2 separate regions of the Hordeum vulgare genome follow, and region 2 is linked to region 1. The links are chromatin contacts, called in public Hi-C maps. All regions are on one chromosome and are shown on one strand. The core of a region is the stretch at or near the end of the contact, and the rest is flanking DNA. Distances in the headings are between cores, read along the strand shown.

Region 1 (4,917 bases), core at 1,639-4,138:
ACTAAAATACTCATATTATCAAAAATACCCATACTATCCGAGTTATTCATATCAAAAGTCGATGCATGCTCAGAATATTTTGGGTATTTTGGGTACCCGAACCAAAATTTTGGGTAATTTGGGTTCGGGTAATTTTTTGACAGAAATAATTTTGGTTTTCATTTTTGAATACCCGAATTACCCATAAACCGAACTACCCGAACCGAAATAACCAAAATACCCGAATGCCCAGGCTGACTTATGGAGATGCCTCTTCATAGCACCTATCTCACATAAGTGCACACCTAGCACGATTAAGCACTAGGCGTTCTGCTGTCGCCTAGGGCCTATGCATGCTTAAGCGCACGCCTAGGCATGTTTTTTTAATGATGGACAAAAGTAGATGTCCCCAAGACTTAGGAGGTGCTAATGAGAGCCTCCTATTTGGACCCAATGTTACAAATTGGTCCTCCTTGATATATTAATCTTGTTCTGCCCTGGATACCCCAAAATAAGTTGATGCTACAAGATTGAAGCTTTCCCTTGTAACGGTGTTATTAAAATGGACAGTACCAAACCTGTCCATGGGCCTGTGGCCAGGCTGGGTTTGAAAATGGGGGCATGAACTGAGCCTACGGACCAGTCAGCAACTAAATTCATATTATATACTGCTCCTTTTTTTTTCATTAGAATGGCACAAACTAATATTTTTATTGAATAAAAGTAGAGTAAAGTAGACAACGCTACTTGCTTGGACTTTGATCTCAGGTCAGTTTGGGCTCAGCCCGTAACCAAGCCTTTGACCAGGTCTGGATATATCAAAATGCAGACCAAATTATAGTGTTTAAGAAATAGTGTTGGTGGATAGAGTTGAAGATTTAAAATATTTTTTGATACATCAAGTTGGTTAACGATTTTTTATTGCAAAGGGTATGGTAGTGCTAATTTAGAGTTCTTGAACAATAAAAACAATGGCCTGATGGAAGGCAAATTACCAGCAGCTGGTGTGAGCAGATTCTTAGAACCATGTCTTGGCAAATTTCCTCCTAACCTGAACAAGATAGTGAAACAAATAAGGGATACTAGCTGAAATTTGGTGAGGCATAACTGACATCAAATTAGAACTAGTGAAGAAGCACAATATCTATATGGTAAAACTTTATGCAGATATAGCACAAGAGTTCGGAAGTTAATTACTCCGGAAAGGTTGAGAATATTTTCTAGGGACAATGTAGTCGGCGACTTTGAGAAGATAAGAAATGGAAGGTTGAGCATGCAACTGGTGCTTGAAATACCAGGTGGAGCAATTAAATGGTCAAATGACAGCAGCATCATTATTCGTTCAAAATTTGGGTATTGGGTAAATATAAGCCAGATCATTTCTAGTTGAAAGGAAATTAATTAAGTCAGAACAACATTCACTGCACAAAACACTACCTTAGAGCTCCCAAAGGTCGGTCCTGATTTATCTCACACTTCAAACATTGTGAAATTACTTCCCTGAAGATTTATCAAGCAGCTTAACGTCAGTGTAACATGAGATGGACTGAAAGAGCGGCAGTGAAAACTTCCAAATAAAACAAATAGTGATAGGGGTGCAGAATGTCAGATCTAAGAAGATACAACATGGTAACAAAAATCTACATTAACTAACTTATCTCCACTGGAAGTTCACAATCATGTTGTCGATGCAGAATGCATCAGTAGTAATCCATTTGTTTTATAACTTTAGTAGACTGGTATATGGGGCACAAGTTTCAAACTGTGACTGTGAAGATGAAAACGGTATGAAATGGGCATTTCTTGATCCATAGCTCGATGTTCATTACTTCGAATTCTGTTGGAAAACTCCAAGCAAATGAACTATCCATTTCATGCTTCCGGACCTTGCTTAAAAGATACAAACATCCTGACCAGGTCAAGACCACCTCCTAACGACTATCATTACACCATGTGTAAGAGTATGAGTATACATGGGTTGTTGTGTTCATACTAGTACGATGCCCACAAATCACATCTTAGATTGACTTGACTATTGATATACCCTTATTCAACAAGTTCCATTAGCAAATCATTACCCCCGACATTCAGAAATATGTGAAATTTTAAACATGGGCGCATTACCAACATAAACCTTTGACTGTTCCTTTTTATATTTGTATTTTTTTCTTTTACTTTTTATATTTGTATGTTAGTAAACAATTATTCTAAATATGTACTATGAAAATATTTTTCCTGGCAAAACTAATAATGCTATTTTCACCCAACCAATATAGGTTATAATAATTTTTCGTATATTGGTGGTCAGTGACTCGGTGTTAAAACAGTTTTGACTGCAGGCGTTAAAGGAAGCCATGCACTTGCCCAAAACAGAGGAAGTAATATCTTTGACAAGCTTAGATGCTGTCCATTTCTGTTCAATAAAATCAAGCAAGTCTATCCACGCCGTAGATAGCACAGATTCCTGATGTCTGCGCCTCATCAGAGCATCGTCATACTACCAAACACGTAAGCCCCGTTTACTAGGCAATCTAAACAATATCCCCCCAATGAAACCCAGGAAAATCGCGCCCACGGTCAATACATTATCAGCGTATAAGATCGCCGCCAGCACTCGACGTGGTCGAATCGGGGAGCGCCGTCGGAGCTAGTCGTGCCGCAGAAGGACCCTATCGACGCTAGCGGCCAAGGAAATGATGAGAGGTCACGAACCTGCCGGAGGCGGACGGCCGGAGCCTCCGTCGATGGGCGGCGGCTGTCGGGACGGGGCTCGCGACGGCGAGGCTCCGCATCTCGCGGCGGGGCGAGGCGGCGCGGAAGGCGGGGAGGAGAGGGGGCTCGGAGTGGCGAGGGAGGAGGCTACAACGGGGAAAGGCTAGACGCCAAAAACCCTGCTTTAACCCCCCGCGCGCAAGCCGCCGCTATCACGTTGTCGAAGCAAATATAATATTCACTGATCTTTTTGTTTTTTTTAGAAAATTCACGATTTATTTTTCTTTCTTAGTGTTCGCCCACCGGGCATGAAATACCGTCGCTTGGGGGCAAACCGGCACTAAAATCGGTTTGAAGGGGCTCGGGTTCCCACACGCCCCCAAGGTCCAAAATTTTCATGCTATTATTACACTAACTTGTTACCCATACTAACTAAAATACTCATATTATCAAAAATACCCATACTATCCGAGTTATTCATATCAAAAGTCGATGCATGCTCAGAATATTTTGGGTATTTTGGGTACCCGAACCAAAATTTTGGGTAATTTGGGTTCGGGTAATTTTTTGACAGAAATAATTTTGGTTTTCATTTTTGAATACCCGAATTACCCATAAACCGAACTACCCGAACCGAAATAACCAAAATACCCGAATGCCCAGGCTGACTTATGGAGATGCCTCTTCATAGCACCTATCTCACATAAGTGCACACCTAGCACGATTAAGCACTAGGCGTTCTGCTGTCGCCTAGGGCCTATGCATGCTTAAGCGCACGCCTAGGCATGTTTTTGGATCAAATTCGAAGAAATTGACTCGATTTTGAATGAAACTTAGGCGATTTCATTTAAATTTGTACAAATTAAAAAAGTACATAAAAACATTAAAAAAACTATGTCGCCGCCGTCGCCATCATGCGTGTTGTCCTTGCTACAGCCTTATGTGGATCATCGCTGCGGACGGGGGCGATTTGCGCCGGCGCCTCCTCGTCGCTGTCGTCGAGGATGATGACGCCACCCTCTTCGTGACTGCGACGTCGTGCGGCGATCTTCTCAAAAGCGCGGCGCTGACACTCCATCTCCTCCCGAACGTAGTCGTTGCACGACCACTTCAGGCCGATGTCAAGGTCGGCGGCCATCTCAACATGCTCGTGCTTGATGACCACCGGCGACGGCGTCATCTCCTTTTCCTTCTTCGGCCTGATCAGGCGAAGGTGGCCACAGGGAGGCGAAGGTTGGCGGCGGCCCTAGTTTATAACGAGGTTGCCACCATGGCCGCGGCGGCGCTCTGACGTCTCTTGGGGCTCGGCCTTCACGGTGGCGAGCTGCGGCGACGTGCCGAAGGAGCGGGAGGAGGACCCCGTCATTCGCCTCAGCAACCACGAGCTCCTGCTGCGACGCGAGAACGATGGCGCCGGGTACTTCAACAGCGGCTCGTTGCTGCCCTTGATGTGCTCGAGGACGGCGTGGAGCGTGCGCTCGGGGACGCCTCACCACCGACGGCGGACGTTAGAGTTGTGGTGCCCCCTTGGCGCCAGAAATCCGTTGGTGGAGGCAAGTTGGCCGGTGTGGCGGCGCTCGAAGTACGTCGTCCATAAAGGAAAGTTGTCGGTGGCGTATCTTTCTTCCTGCCGCGCATGCTCCAGCAAGGACGCCCGGATGCGCGTGACCTCACCGCGGCGTTCCACAACGGATGGTGGAGGGGCATGGGGACGCCTCCGCCGCTCAATCTCCAAGCGCCCGGCACGCCCATGTGTGGCAGCGCCGGGTAGTTGGCCTCGCGGAGGGCGTGCGTCTCCCACTCATGCAACATCCGGCGGTCGAAGTCGTTTGCAGCCACTCTGTCACCGGGGAACCTCTCCGCCATGGACTGGGGAAAGTTTCCGATGGCGAAGGCGAGAGAGACGGGAAAAGAGGATGGAGGACGGAGTGTGCGGCGAGCGGCAGCTACGCGCGGCTTTTATAGTGGGGAAGGGGCGGGAACGGTATGCACGCGTGGTGGGAAAGGGCGTGACGCGCGGCGGCGTGCCATCACTGCGCCGCCATACCTTGGAATCTGACGCATTGAATCGGCGCGGGAGTCAAGGCGACGAGGAGGGCGGACGTTCTCGGCGCAGAAGGAATTTGGCGCGATTTGTTTTCGCGCCTAATTTCTTTCCCCCAGCGCCCCCAGATGCCACCGCGTGATGGGTTCGGCCTCGGTTCGCCAGCGCCAATTTCGACCAAA
Region 2 (4,917 bases), core at 850-3,349, 380 kb after region 1:
CTAGTCTACATCATCTTTTCTTAATCCCGAGCCTTCTCGAAATATAAATCCCCAATCTTCTCAGACAACCTTTGGCACATAATTCTCAATCTACTAAATTACTTGCCATCCTGAGATACACTCAACAAATAGGATTAGTTTCCTATGTATGTGTTGTCATTAACACCAAAAGACGATTAGGGGCATAGCATGCACTTTCACCTAAGCCCCCGCAGAGTTGGAGGAGATGGGTCTTATCGTCCGACTGGCTAAGCTTTTTGACAGTTTGGGACCTAGCGGAGAATACGTACTTAAAGAGCCCCAGTGGGGGGGGGGGAGGACATCCAATAAAGCACTCGCAAAGGGTGACAAATGCGGCAAGGTGGGCTATTGCGTTCGGAGGAAAATGATGGAGCTGCGCTCCGAAGTGATTCATAATACCTCTGAAGAAGGGGTGGGGAGGCAGGGAGAAACCCCTGAACACGTGGCTGAGCAGCAGGACGCGCTCCCCCTCCTTCGGCGCCGGCTCCGTCTCGCCCTCCGCCGGCAGCCTCCACGACTTGTTGGCGATCATGCCGTGCTCCACTAGCTCCAGCAAGTCGTCCGCCGTCACCGTGGAGGGGAGGAAATCCCCCTGGATCCAACCCGCCGGCAGCGCCCGTTGTCGCCGCTGAGCAGGAGCCCCCCTTCTTCTTCTTCTTCTTCTTTTGCGCTTCGAGTTTGTTGGTCTGCCCCTTCGTCATGGTGAAGGCAACATATCCGCAGAGGAGGAGAGGAAGGAGGAGGCTTGGGGCGCGCAGGGAGCTGCGGGAGGAGCGAGGTTAATGCGAGGAAGAAGAGCAGTGCAACAAGAGATCCCCGTCGGAAGGGCTTAAATAAGCTTCCGACTGAGTCGCTAACAGGTGGCCCCGAAATCTTATCCCCCCGACCGGCTGCTGCGATGTTAGTGGAGAAGATAACGGCGCGGTAATTGAGGCGGCAGAAACTACTCGATGGCGATGTCGTCATCCCCGCTGAGCGCGTGGCAACCGAAATTTGAGAATCCCGGAAAATCCGCCGCTGTCAGTTTGACCGGTCACATCGAAAGATTCCGCGGAAGCACTCGGTCCCTGACGGTTCGTTTCACTGGTATATTCACTCGGATCACTGGTCGAAAGGATAAAATGGATCGAGGCAAACAACGCCAAAGTCACATCCATACCAGTCGGATCCGTACTCCAGGCATCACTTCATCGTTCCAACCATGATCCATTCGGGGACTAATGATGGGGTTATAGTCCCAGGGTAGGGTCATAGGCCTGCCCTATAGGTCCTACCCAAGGACTACCCTTCATAGAGGACAAGGCCCTTAGACAGTTCCGACTGAACTAAGGACTCCCCCATCATCCAGTCGGTGACGAGCACTCGGAGCGTATTTAAGTACCGACTGAATTCCACTCTGTACATCGTAACCTCCCAGGAGGGCAACGGTCATACGTTTTCATACACCATTATTAGCATTTAAGGCATACGTTACCTGTAACGTAGGCATTTATTCGCCACTATACCACCCCTGTCCACCGGGCCGTTGTGGAGGGCAGCGCACTCTATATAAGCCGCCCTTCCCCACTGGTGCATGGGTTGACTTTTACTGTAATCCTATATTTCACTCGACACTAAGCTTCCAAGAGCACTGAGACGTAGGGCTTTTACCTCCACCGTAGAGGGGCCTGAACTCATACATCCTCGCCATAGCTAAGGCTCTGCCCATCCTTTCGTACCCTACACATCTACTGTCAGACTTATACCCACGACACCCATCAAATATACCTAAGTTTGTAACAAATAATTAGTTAGATCATTGCTCTTTATGTACACAACTTTCTATTATGTCTTTTATCATCTTACAACATCAAAACTGAAGTGGATTTCAAATACTTTTTGATTGCTATGTGCTATCATTTCTACATATGCAAAATTTGACATGCATTATGTCTGTATATACAGTTGATAAAAAATTCATGGCCCGTGATATCACGCGAACACTCTACTAGTAGTTTTTTTGAACGTTCCATATTTTTTAGGATGCCACGCAGAAAAATAAAATAACCAGGCTTGGTATTATTCCTGACCGGCCTGGCCCGGCCCGGAACTTCGCGATCCCATCTGACTTTCTTTCTGCTCCATTCGTGTTCACCACCACCACCACACCCGTCTCCCCGGAAACCCCACAGAACCCTGCAACCACCTCCGCGCGCCGCCGCTCGCCATGGCTGCCGCCGCCGCCGGGGCAGGCGGCCGCCCGTGGCGCGTGATCCCGCGGCCGGTTATGGAGACCGTCCTCCACAACCACGCCCTCCACCCGCGCGTGCCGCAACCGCTGCTCCTCCACGGCCCCCGCGGCGTCGGCAAGTCCACGCTCCTCCTCAACCGCCTCCTCCCTCAGTGGTCCGAGCCCCCGCACTACGCCGCCTTCGTAGACTTCCTCCACCCCTCTCCCAGTTCCCCTGCTCATGCGCCCTGGTCTCTCCTCGCCGACACGCCTCCTTCCCTGCCCTCCCTCCGCCTCCGGCTCGAGTCTGCGCTGGAGGAACTCACCCGCGCCGCTGTACTCCGAGGTGCCGTCGGTTCCAAGGACGTGCTCGCCGCGCTCTCGCGGTCCCACGGCCTCCACACCGTGCTCTCTCGCCTGGCGGGTCCTGCCTCCCGCCGCGGCCAGGCAACTAACTCGGTTCCGGTGCTCTGGGCGAGGGCTGTCCTAGCTGCAACCTCCTCGGCCCGTGGTGACGACCCCACCTTCCGCATTGGCGAGGGGGAGGTACCGAACTGCTCCATGGAGGAGAGGGCGTACATGCAGGAGGCCATGGCGGCGCTGCGGGTGGCCAAGGAAGTTCTCGGGATGCAGGAGGGGTGGAGGAAGGAGGCGGTGCGGGAGATGAACAGGACAGGCCGGTTCTCCCGTCCACTGGCCAATTCAGCCACAGACTGGCCATGCCTCCTGCTGGATGTGTTGTCAGGCGCAGCCGAGGAGGATTTTTTCCAGGTAGAATTTTGTGTGATTTTCAGTTGGTGCGAGGGTTCATGAGGACAATGTGAGGTAGTGTGTCAGTGATGACATTGTTGATTTGCAGCCAAAGCTGGTGCTGAACAACGTCGATGCCCTGAGGAAGGCGATATGCGAGGACGATACAATGGTGCCTGCAGCTGTGTACCATGACAGCTTCATTTGGAGGGTGATAGCACTCGGTGCTAATGAACAGTGCTTACCGGTCATTATGTCCACGTCAGATGGGTAAGAGTCTGCCTGTATGTTTCTGCATGCTATGTTTGATGAATGTTGCATTACTTGAATGAACAGAATGCATAGAGACTAAATGAATGCTCAAAGACTTGTAAGTTGCAACAAGATCGAGAAATTTGTATTGCCTTAGCATAAGGTTTTGATCTACTTTGTTGATTTGTTGTACAATCCACAATAAGGATGCACAATTTATCTGTTGATTCAAATGCTAAGATCACTCTCCATGTAAATCGGTAATATTAATATTCCTTTTGAAATCTTTGCAGATACTATTCTTCCCAAGCATTCGTCGATTTTGGTTTTCCTAATATCTTCATTTCTCGTGAGGTATGCTTAATTTACTTTTGGACAGTTGTGCTTTGTCCTCGTTTTCCTGAAGTCATGATTACTTTATACCACAGACGTTTGGTTGGACACCACAAGAAGCTAAGCTGCATATGGTTTCTGAGTTCTTCAGTGAACAGGAGGTAGTAAGATTTTATACTCGCTAATTCCGTTTCTTTTCTCCCTTGTGCAAACTGCGTGCATAATTTCCTTCTGATGTTTATTGAAGTTATAGTGGAAAGTCGTTGATGAGCTTCTTGGACCAAACCCACGACAATTATGTGAGATATATATGCTGAAACAGAAGGCGAATGGCCCAGAGTAAGTAACATTACCGCTTTTATCAATTAATTCTATACACTGTCGCTTACAACGGAAGTGTTTGAAGTCTTCAGTCCTTGAGCCTTATTGTTTTCAAACATAACACTCCCACTGTTCTTAAATCCATGTCGTTTCAGACATGGACAGTCTCTAACACCCAACTTTAACTGTTACTTCTCATCCCATACAAATATCTTAGTAAGAAACTGATAAACTATAATATTATAAAATGATGAATCTAATAGTACTAGTTTTACATGATAAATCTGAATATTTTCTTTATATATCATCAGTCAAAATTAAAAAGTGTGATTGCAGACATCATCTATTTCCTCATGGAGGTAGTAATCTTTAGCAGGTTAATAGTTTGCAATTAGGTCTATTGAGTGGCAGAGTTTCATCATATTTTCAGGATTCCAAACATAGTATATTAAGAGCATCAACCTCAGTCTGTTTGGCACTGCCACGCGTTCATACTTCATGTTACTGTTATTGTTGTTTAATATCCATTTCATTGCAGGGTTTTGCATGACACAAACATTGAGGAAATTATTGACACATACCTGGCACACTTGCAAGTAAGTAAATGTTACTTTAATCACAGCTGAGGCACCTAAGCTCCATGAGATGCCATTCTCCTCATCCTGGAAAGCTGTAGTTATTTCTAGTTCGCAGATTTGCTCTTTTATTGAAAATGTGTATGTTTGCATTAAATATCGAAACTAAGAGAAAACAGCTAATATAAGAGGTATATGAGCACTATTGTTCCCTTTCTGCTCACCAGGTATCTGTTGTGAATCCCGCAATGCAAACAGCATTAAGCATGGTGCAGAAGTTTGCTTCTGATGTACGTGAGGGTAAAGTACCAGAGAACAGATTGTCTTTTGGCGCGCCTTGGAGACATCCACCTCGGGCTGACAATCCTGACATGTGCTATAAGTGGGCAAAGATTCAACTGATGGATTTTGTCCAGTCTTTTGTAAACACAGAATTTGGGGTAACTATTACTTTCC

What was found. Hi-C and Micro-C count contacts between places; a contact is called where the count stands out from the background.
Region 2: a Hi-C map of leaf shows a contact between it and region 1, with 5 times the contacts expected there. The contact joins the promoter of LOC123395508 here to the promoter of LOC123399801 in region 1. A contact is called at or near these places in 3 of 6 Hi-C or Micro-C datasets (all in leaf).

The regions. Positions count from the first base shown.
Region 1 is chr5H:378,742,078-378,746,994 of MorexV3_pseudomolecules_assembly, forward strand. It overlaps LOC123399801 (bifunctional aspartokinase/homoserine dehydrogenase 2, chloroplastic), which reads right to left and starts at 2,889. Exons shown (of 19, transcript XM_045094183.1): 1 at 2,692-2,889; 2 at 1,417-1,479; 3 at 975-1,030. The coding sequence starts at 2,771.
Region 2 is chr5H:379,127,124-379,132,040 of MorexV3_pseudomolecules_assembly, forward strand. LOC123395508 reads left to right here and starts at 2,100. Exons shown (of 12, transcript XR_006609774.1): 1 at 2,100-3,001; 2 at 3,090-3,250; 3 at 3,526-3,586; 4 at 3,661-3,726; 5 at 3,819-3,904; 6 at 4,425-4,482; 7 at 4,689-4,901.